Regions from separate parts of the Hordeum vulgare genome. Here region 2 is linked to region 1. Evidence: chromatin contacts called from public Hi-C data. All regions are on one chromosome and are shown on one strand. The core of a region is the stretch at or near the end of the contact, and the rest is flanking DNA. Distances in the headings are between cores, read along the strand shown. Region 1 holds the start of LOC123440225 (anthocyanidin 5,3-O-glucosyltransferase-like). Region 2 holds the start of LOC123444349 (reticulon-like protein B1).

Region 1 (4,608 bases), core at 981-3,480:
ACATCGAAAATCCGAAGAGCGTTTAACACACAGCTAGACGCACCATTTGATGCTCTCCCAAGCCGAAAAATTGACCACGACGCACCATTTGATGCTCTCCCAAGCCGAAAAATTGACCATCGCGGGAGGCCTTTAAATTAATAATCGTTGGTTAGTTGCTCACGTGCTGAAAGGACCTGTCCAGAAAATAAATTCAGTCGAACAAAAAATAGCAAATCTGTCGCTTTATTAGGTTTTGTCATATATAAAGACAGTTTTTCGTAATCATTGATTCGAAAAGAAAAAGAGCCTGTTCATTCACGGTTGCACAAGCTACAGCTGGCAAACACTCTCCTCCGTCACATCGGGGGCGCTCAGCCTTTGCACGAGCTGCAGCAGTGCCGCCCTGGAATCCCCACCGTCGCTCAGGGCCTCCCTTGCCCCTCTCATGGCCGCCAGAGTACGCTCCCGAAGCTCCCTCCCGCCATCAGAACCCATCAGCCAAGTCACCTTCCTCTCGATCTCCTCTGCCGTCACGAAGCCATCCTCGCCTCGTTCCACCGCCACGCCTAGCTGCATTCCCTCCACCAACAACACTTTGTTCATCCGCTGCTCCGCGTACAGCGGCCACCCCAGCATCGGCACGCCCGCCATGACCGCCTCCAGCACCGAGTTCCACCCGCAGTGGGTCACGAACCCGCCCACCGATCCGTGGGCGAGCACCTCCCGCTGCGGCGCCCACGACATGACCACCAGCCCTCTGTCCTTGGTCCTGTCCAGGAAGCCATCCGGGAGGAGCACGTCCAGCTCCGGCTCGCCGGGATGCTCGTTGCCGTTGCCGTTGCCGCCCGCCGGGCTGCGTACGACCCAGAGGAACCGCTGCCCGCTCATCTCCAGCCCCGCCGCCATCTCCTTGATCTGCTCGGCGCTGAACCGGCCCATACTGCCGAAGCAGAGGAACACCACGCTGGCCTCCGGCTGCGTGTCTAGCCACGCAAGGCACTCTTCGCCTTGCTTCTCAGCCACCTCCTCGGACTTCACCACCGGGCCGATGCAGAACAAAGGCGGTGTCGTGCGCCCCGGGGGCGCGCAGAGGCCGGCGGCGACGGCGTCGGTGGCGCGCGGCTCCAGGGAGCGGCAGCTGTTGACGATAACGCCATGCGACTGGCACAGCTGTTGGGACACGGCGAGGAAATGCTTGTAGCTCACGCTGCTCCGGTCGAGGAAAGCAGCGGGGAGGTCGTGCGCCGGTATGGGAGTGACGCCCGGCACCTTCACGGGCTCGCCGCCGAGGTCACCCAAGTTCACAGCGTTTTGCCCGTGGATGACGGGCAGGTGGAGCAGTACCGCAAGGCTGGCCGTGCAACCCAGGAAGAAGAAATACGTCGGGATGCCGATCTCTGCCGCGACATCGGCGGCGCTGTAGCAGAAGAAGTCGAGCAGGAGGGCCGCCGGGGCGGTGGCGCGGAGGAAATCACGGAGCTCGGGGTTGGAGGCGCGGCTGAGCTCGAAAACCTTGCCCACATGGTCGCCCTCCGGCATCCCGTGCGGGAGTGGCGGCTCCGGGATGTAGTGGAAAGAGAGAAAGGGGCTGGCTGAAGCGTCGCCGTTGCCGTACAGGGAGGAGGCGGGAACGGTGGCGTTGCCGGCCGGAAGGCCACGCTGAACGACGATGACCGCGAGGCCATGCGACACGAGCAGCCTGGCAAACTCCACCGTGGGGATCAAATGGCCCGCGCCGGGCGCAGGGTACATGACGACTGTGCGCCGCGACTCTCTGTCGCCGGCTCCTTGGTTTGCCTCTTTCATTCTAGGACGTGGCTGTGGGAAGCAGAGGAATTGGGAGTAACAGATTTGTTTTAGTAGTAATGACGAGGCTGCGAAAGGGGATATGGGGATGGATGGATCGTGAGGCTAAATATGCTATGGCCTTTCATTTCTGGCCACAACCCGTACCTACCTACAAGGAGGGAGACGTATATCCGCTCCTAGTTAGTGTACTGACTGTAATAATGGAATTATGTGTGTACGAAATTGACAGTAGTGCTGACAGGATGGGACGCGGGACCGGAAGTATGAGAACGGTGGGCACACGAAACATTTTACATAGATTCAAGACACGACGGTCTGAGTCTCTGAGATAATACTTACTGTCTTTTTACATATTCTATTAGGTGATTACATACAAATCAAAATAATGAATTTACATTTTAAAGTATGTCTATGTACAACAGTCCTTTAATGTAACTTTTAAAAAGATTTATATTTAAAAACGAAGGAAATAGAAGGGTTGAACGCTTTTTGATGCATCTTTGGTGTTGTTGGGTTTCTTCAAAAAATCATTTTGTTTAATAATATAAGATGAATTAGTTTTTTTAAAATTCAAATATATTGAATTTATTCTCATTTGTAAGGAAACATACCAAAATTCATAATATCAAATCAGATTCATTATGAAATGAATTTCCTAAAAAAATATTTAATAGTGTGGATGTCGATGTTATTATTTAATCTGAACTTGCTCAAAATTAAAGAAATTTGACTTTAAGAAAACTAATAAACCCTTATATTTTGAAACTGATAGAATACTTAGTGTGGCACGTGGGGGATATGGAGTGTTTTTTTATAATACGGTAATTCGATGGGACTTTTGTGGTGTGGTTATGTGTTATCCGCTAACCAATGTATATTTCGTGCGAGATTGATATGTTTTTATAGGCAGGTTGATGCTGATTGATTTGAAAAATAGTTGGCCCGATTAAAATTGTAATCCAAATCCAAAATTGAATATCTCAATTGAATGAAAAAGCTTCAAAATGAGAACATAGGAATTGAAAGAATTGAATGGGAGAGCCCTTGAGAAATTGATGACCCGGTCAAAATCAGGTCGACTAAATTCTAAATTAAATACCTCAATTAATTATGAGGATTTAAAAATTAGGGAGCATATTGCATAGTATAAAAGAATTGAGTGAGATAACTTTGAGAAATTGTTCACCCAATCAAAATCGGGTGACCCAATCCTAATTGAAAACCTCAATTGGATATGTGCTCTCTAAAACTAGAGAGCTTAGTGTTATAGATGATTCCTTCTTGTATGATCTTATATAGATGTAGGGGGTGTCTCATGATAGGTTGTTACAATGGTTGCCAGGTTCTATCAGGACGATTGTGAAATTATGAGGTAGCCTTAAGTAGCCCCTCGCAGTGGGGCATCTCCAACACCGACCCTCAAACCGCACCCATACATCCGGACAGCGAAAGTCATCCAACGCGGGGTTGTAACGGTGCGCCAAGCGGTCCTGTCGTGTTTTCCCTGTAAATTGGAGACAAAGTGTGTGTGTTAGGGGTGGGTGGGGTGGGGGTTGCGGGAGTCCGGACACGAGACGTGTAGGACTCTAACACCCCCAGCCACCCAATCCCCCCGGTCTCATTTCCTTCCTCTTTGCCCTTTCTCACCTTACCTTAATCCGCATCCCCAACCTCCTCCGCCGCTGTTGTACATCTTCGGCTGTCACAAAGGCATTTGACCATCGCCTACAGTGGGGCAGAGTGTATGTGAGTACAAACAACTCTAGGGTGAACAATGTCGTCCTAGAGGAGAGCGGTTGCGTGTTGATGAAAAACTTCTATTGGACATCCGATTAATCTAGTCGAATTTGAGACATTGTTGTATTAGACTTAATTTGCATGCTATGTATGGATGATTTGTGCCATTTTCTATCCGAACTTTGATTAATATCGACAAGGTTGCATTAATTTCCTCCAGTTAGTTCAAATGCGGGTTGAAATGCATGCTGGTAGCGATGGATGGCGGCCTCCCGCATGTGTGTTCGGGCCTCATACGAGAGGAAAATTTTGGGTCGCCATTGGAGATGCCCTAAGGGCATATCAAACGTTAACCCGCAAATTTACTTTTGCATCCGTTCGCGGATAGGGGGGCAATGCGTAGACACGAGTGCGAGAGCCGACCATCAAACGTTACTCGAAAAGAATTGAATCCACATTTCAACATACCAGACGTAATTGATGTAAGCCCCACACAACATTTCTTAATCAGGGATAGGAATATTGACCTTTGCCAAGCATCCCCAAGTGCATAAATAATGAAGTGATGGTTTTCTCCCAACCCACTCCTCATAAGGGGTTTTCTCTATATTCTTGTTAGGAACTCTATTCAGGACATGACACGAAGTTAATAGATCCTCCCACGCCATGCCTTATATAAATCAAAAGTGTCTAACATGGCATTCACTAAGTTAGTCAACATGCGGTTTTTCCTCTCGGCAACCCTGTTCGATTGGGGTGATTAGGGAGGCGTGCTCTCATGAATAATGTCGTGTTCCTCACAAAATTCATCAAATACTTTGATAAAATACTCCCCGTCACGATCCAACCTAAGACATGTGATCATTCTCTCTAGTTGATTTTCAACTTCGGCTTTATAGATTTTTAAGTAGTACAAAGCTTTATCATTAGTTTGCAACAAATAAACCTAGCAAAATCTAGAAGCATCATCCATCGACATTATGAAATATATGTTTCCACCTTTTTTGAACTCATCATTCATCTCACATAGATTAGAATGTATGAGTTATAGAGACACCAAGTTTTTCTCCTCGATAGCCG
Region 2 (4,608 bases), core at 1,386-3,885, 550 kb after region 1:
ACACATATTTTAAAGTGCATATTCATTAATTTTGTTTTGTATGTAGTCTATAATGAAATTTCTAAAATGTCTTATATTTAGGAACGGAGAGAGTAGATGTTTAGATATGAATGAATGGAAAAATAACTGTCATATTGTAGTGAGGTTTGATTGACAATATTATCATGATTATAAGGAAACCACACACTTCAATGTAATAAGAACTGTATCTTGATTAAACTCTGACCAATGATTCCATTAGCATATCAATGGAGTACAAATCACAACTATAACTAAATGCTTTGAAATGAGAAGCATCGATTTGAACAACACACTAGTAGGCAAAGATGGTCAAAACATCATTTTGAAGAAACAACATACTCCCATGTAGTATAACCGAAGTACTTCCATATATGAGTTAGTTAGTTATTTTGACAAATTATTAAGTTTACACTTCTATAAAGGTTAATCCATGAATCAGGAAGCTTAGTCCCATCATATGAAACTGTAGTGTACTAAAACTACCCCCCCCCACGCGTCCGCGTGGCACGAGGAGCGGCTCGGGAGAACCCTAGCCACCACATCCCTCGAACTCTTGAATCGGCGTCTGATGACACCGCCAGCAAAGCCCATGTGGGCGGACGACGTGGTGGGCGTTTTTCTCGTGTTCCATGCATGTCGAGGACGAAGGGAGGCTCGACCATCTCTATGTGGCGCCCCCCGGACGGTTAGGCCTCGATAACTCACAGTGGTGCCCTGACTTTGTTTCACCATCCCCGTCCAATGGATTTTTGGGGGATGGCGCCCTCCTGTTCAGGAGACACACCATGGCGTCGTTACTCCAGGCATTGACTCCTTTACATGCCATGTTTGCGATGGATGGGCGTCGACGTGGTTATGACGTGGTCGGAGTCTCTGACACCCTTATGGTGTCGCATGTGTGTTGGGTATGTGTGCGGATAGTAGCGGTGCTTGTTGGCATTGGCTGATGGTGTGGAATGGTGGTAATGATGCTTCGAGCCAAAGCCAACGGCAACGCCCATGGGAGTCATTATCCTCCTTGTGGGTGGCGAGCTCTTCGAGAGAAAACAAAGATTTTGCTGGAGGATCGAATAGTGACGTCGTTTTCTCTCTCTGGGGCATCGTCTTTAAGATCTCGACCTTTCTTGTGATTCCTTGGTGCTGGACATGCATGACATCGTGATCGCACGCGCTCGACCAATGGCGGGGTACTGATATTGCTACTTGTGTGGCGATGATGGTCGTAGAAAGATGGGTAGGGTGATAGCTTGCCTTCACCGCCTACAATCTGACTTATTCCTAAGTGTGAAATCAGAGTTGCAGCGATGTCGGGTGACACAGTGTCAACGATGTCGCGTGATGGGCGGCTAGGGCTGTAATGATGCTAGGTGTGCTCCTCATGTTGCGAAGTCCGATTTTCCTGGTCATTGACATGTTGTAGTTGTTTATTTGACATATGCGAGCAAGATTTTCGTGCTTCGTTTGGTCTCAGAGTTATTGGTTCGTCGTCCGCAATAAAGTCGGAGTCACTTTTTGGGGAGTTTTCTGTTAATTAATCGGACAACTCTGTTCTTTTAATGAGTGGAGATCCTAAGGATTAGAGAACACATTTGCCAAACATCAAGTACCTGAAAATTTCGACGCATTAGTGTGTTCTGCTTTCACGATAGGCCAAAGACGGGGACAACACGGGGAGCGACAATGAGGAGCCCTGACCCCGATGAGGTTGAACCGTTAACGGGCAAAAGCCAACAGGAGCGAGTCCGACACTTGACTACACAGATGCGAGGATGCGGTTGTCGTCACCAGAGTTGTTGGAGATCGAATGGACTAAAGGGATGGTCGATGGCGATAGACAACACGGAAGGGGGGGGGGGGAGTCGAGCGAGGGGTGGTGCGGCAAGAACGTGCGTCACAACGCTTACTAGCTATGAAAGACACAGACAGTCGGTTAGAGCTAGGTCACACGGAGGAGGAGGAACCGTCAAGCACGGGGAAGGAAGAAGAAGAACACGTGGCAAGCCCGATCGTTGCCGTTGGACCCGAAAAAACGGATTGACGCTGAAAATTGTTTCAGGTACCTGACCGTATAGACGGTCCAAAAAAATATTCTCCATGAACAGTACTGTCCATGAATCAGCCTTTGCTGGACGAAAAATGCTTAGCCACCAAGTTATGTGCTCGTCCAAGTCGTTGCCCAAGAAGCTTCTCCCGAGACGACAAGACCACCGTGGGCGCCGACGGATGTCGGCCTCGCACCACGTGTCACAGTTCCGCCCAACGCATCCTCGCGATCTCCACCGGCCCTTCTCCCTCGTGGGTCCCGCAACGACGTGCCTGCGATGACGACGCCTACCCGTCCGCGTCTTCAAACTTAACCCCCTCTCCCGTCCACCCGCACACGCACCCTTCGTCCCGCTGCCACCTGGGCCCCGGCCTTAACTCGCCATTAAGCCAGAGGGTAGAGCTGGACCCAAGTCGAGCGCTGGGGCGCGTCGCGTACGGCGTGGACGAATCCTACCAGTTTCAAACCAAACCGCCCCTGCCCGCATCCTGGCCGTCCGCGCGCCGCCCGGACGGACGGCCCCGATCGCGTCGCGCGCCGTATAAAGCGTCGCCGCCAGGCTACGCGCACCCGGAGGTCTTTGCGTGACCGCGCAGCAAAGGGGAAAAAGAAAGGAAAGGAAAGGAGAGGAAAACTAACCGAGAAAAGCGTGGGAGGAGAAGAGAGGGGAGCATGGCGGAGCACAAGGAGGAGGAGCCGGTGGCGGAGTCCATGATGGACAAGATCTCCGACAAGTTCCACGGCGGCGGGGGCTCCTCGTCGTCGTCGTCGTCGGACTCGGACGACGACAAGAAGGGGTCGGCGGCGGGCGTCAAGGCCAAGATCTACCGCCTCTTCGGCCGCGAGCAGCCCGTCCACGCCGTCCTCGGCGGCGGCAAGCGTAAGCCCCCCCACGAGCTCCGTGTTCCAGATTCGGAAATTGATTATGGTTTGGTGCTTAGATCCGGTTCGATCTGATCGCGTTTCGTCTCGCTTGTCGAACTGTTGCTACTTCATTGCTTGGTACGGAGTCATAACTAGCTGTAGCTTTAGGATGGGAAGAAGCGATAGGACCCCCCCGGTTATGTGATTTCACAGCGCATCAGCCTGTTCTAAAGCTTGCTTGGAGGGTTTAGAGTTAGTTCTTACGCATTAAACTGAAGGTTTGCGTGCTTAATTCGAGTATGGCCATGGTTAAACGGCGGCGGCACAGTTTGTCGTCACTCTAAACCCCTAATATGCTGCTGACGATCTGGGGGCAGTGGAACAGATCTGGAATGCTTAATCGCCTAAATGTTTATTCGGGGTTTTTGGCCTGATGTGAATGCTTTATAAATTTATTCCATTCTGCTTGCAGCTGCTGATCTTGTTCTATGGAGGAACAAGAAGATCTCCGGAGGGGTGCTCGCTGGCGCTACGGCCATCTGGCTGCTGTTCGAGGTCATGGAGTACCATCTGCTCACCTTAGTGGGCCACTGCCTCATCCTCTCCCTGGCCACCCTGTTCCTCTGGTCCAATGTCTGCATTTTCATTCACAAGTGAGCTTCTCCTCACTTCTATCTAGATGGAAAAAATCGATTGAACTTATGCTAGTGCTAGACCAGCTGCTGTTGATTGTGATGCCTGCACACACCGTCCTTTACTAGCCATTTGAATTTGCTGATTGTTTAGCACTTCTCATATTCCTTTGTATTTATGATGATGTTTTAGGTCTCCCCCGAACATTCCTGAGGTGAAAATTCCGGAGGACTTGACTGTAAACATTGCCCTATCACTGCGGCATGAGATCAACCGGGGCCTGTTTACCTTGAGAGAGATTGGTCATGGTCGTGATCTGAAGAAATTCCTCATTGTATGTTGTTTACCTCTTCAATTTCGCAATGATTAATGGCTGGTGCTTTCTTGATCCTGCTCATGAACATGTGAATGTTCTTTGTATTCCCAGGTGATTGGAGGGCTCTGGGTTCTTTCTGTTCTTGGGAGCTGCTGCAACTTTTTGACATTGTCATATATAGGTAATGATCACTGGTGCTGGAAGCTTGTTTTCATCACTGTTCACTGAATACCAATGCAAGTTATTAATGGACATGTATCATTTTTGCGAGTGCAGTCTTTGTGGTGCTGTACACTGTCCCAGTTCTGTATGAGAAGTATGATGACAAGGTTGATGCTTTTGGTGAGAAGGCCATGATCGAGTTGAAGAAGTATTATGCCATCTTTGAAGAGAAGGTCCTGTCGAAGATCCCGAAGGGTGCTTTGAAAAACAAGAAGCACTAGATCACATGAGTTACCCAGCCGCCATCCGTGTTAATCTCAACTTGTCCCTCATTTTGAAGGATGGTTCTATGTCATTGCGCCTGTCTTCTAGTTAATACTACTTGATACTAGTACATATAGATGTGGTTTGCGGATCTTTTTGTGAAGTGGAGTCATGCCAGTTGAAAAGTGTTGATCTTCGTTATTGCTTATTTTTCAACGTTCAGCATGGTTACTCTATCCGGGAGCCAGAAATGTTATGGCATTATCATTGTTCTAGTGCCTAGTGAACTTTGTGATATACTCCT

What was found. A called contact is a pair of places that touch in the nucleus more often than the background predicts.
Region 2: a contact with region 1 is called in a Hi-C map of leaf, with 2.9 times the contacts expected there. The contact joins the promoter of LOC123444349 here to the promoter of LOC123440225 in region 1. A contact is called at or near these places in 2 of 6 Hi-C or Micro-C datasets (both in leaf) and 1 of 1 datasets of contacts at active chromatin or transcription factors (embryo).

Annotation. Positions count from the first base shown.
Region 1 is chr3H:475,555,500-475,560,107 of MorexV3_pseudomolecules_assembly, forward strand. LOC123440225 (anthocyanidin 5,3-O-glucosyltransferase-like) reads right to left here and starts at 2,231. Exons shown (of 1, transcript XM_045116795.1): 1 at 210-2,231. The coding sequence starts at 1,788. The coding sequence ends at 313.
Region 2 is chr3H:476,102,194-476,106,801 of MorexV3_pseudomolecules_assembly, forward strand. LOC123444349 (reticulon-like protein B1) reads left to right here and starts at 2,636. Exons shown (of 5, transcript XM_045121037.1): 1 at 2,636-2,945; 2 at 3,402-3,582; 3 at 3,755-3,896; 4 at 3,990-4,059; 5 at 4,155-4,608. The coding sequence starts at 2,738. The coding sequence ends at 4,321.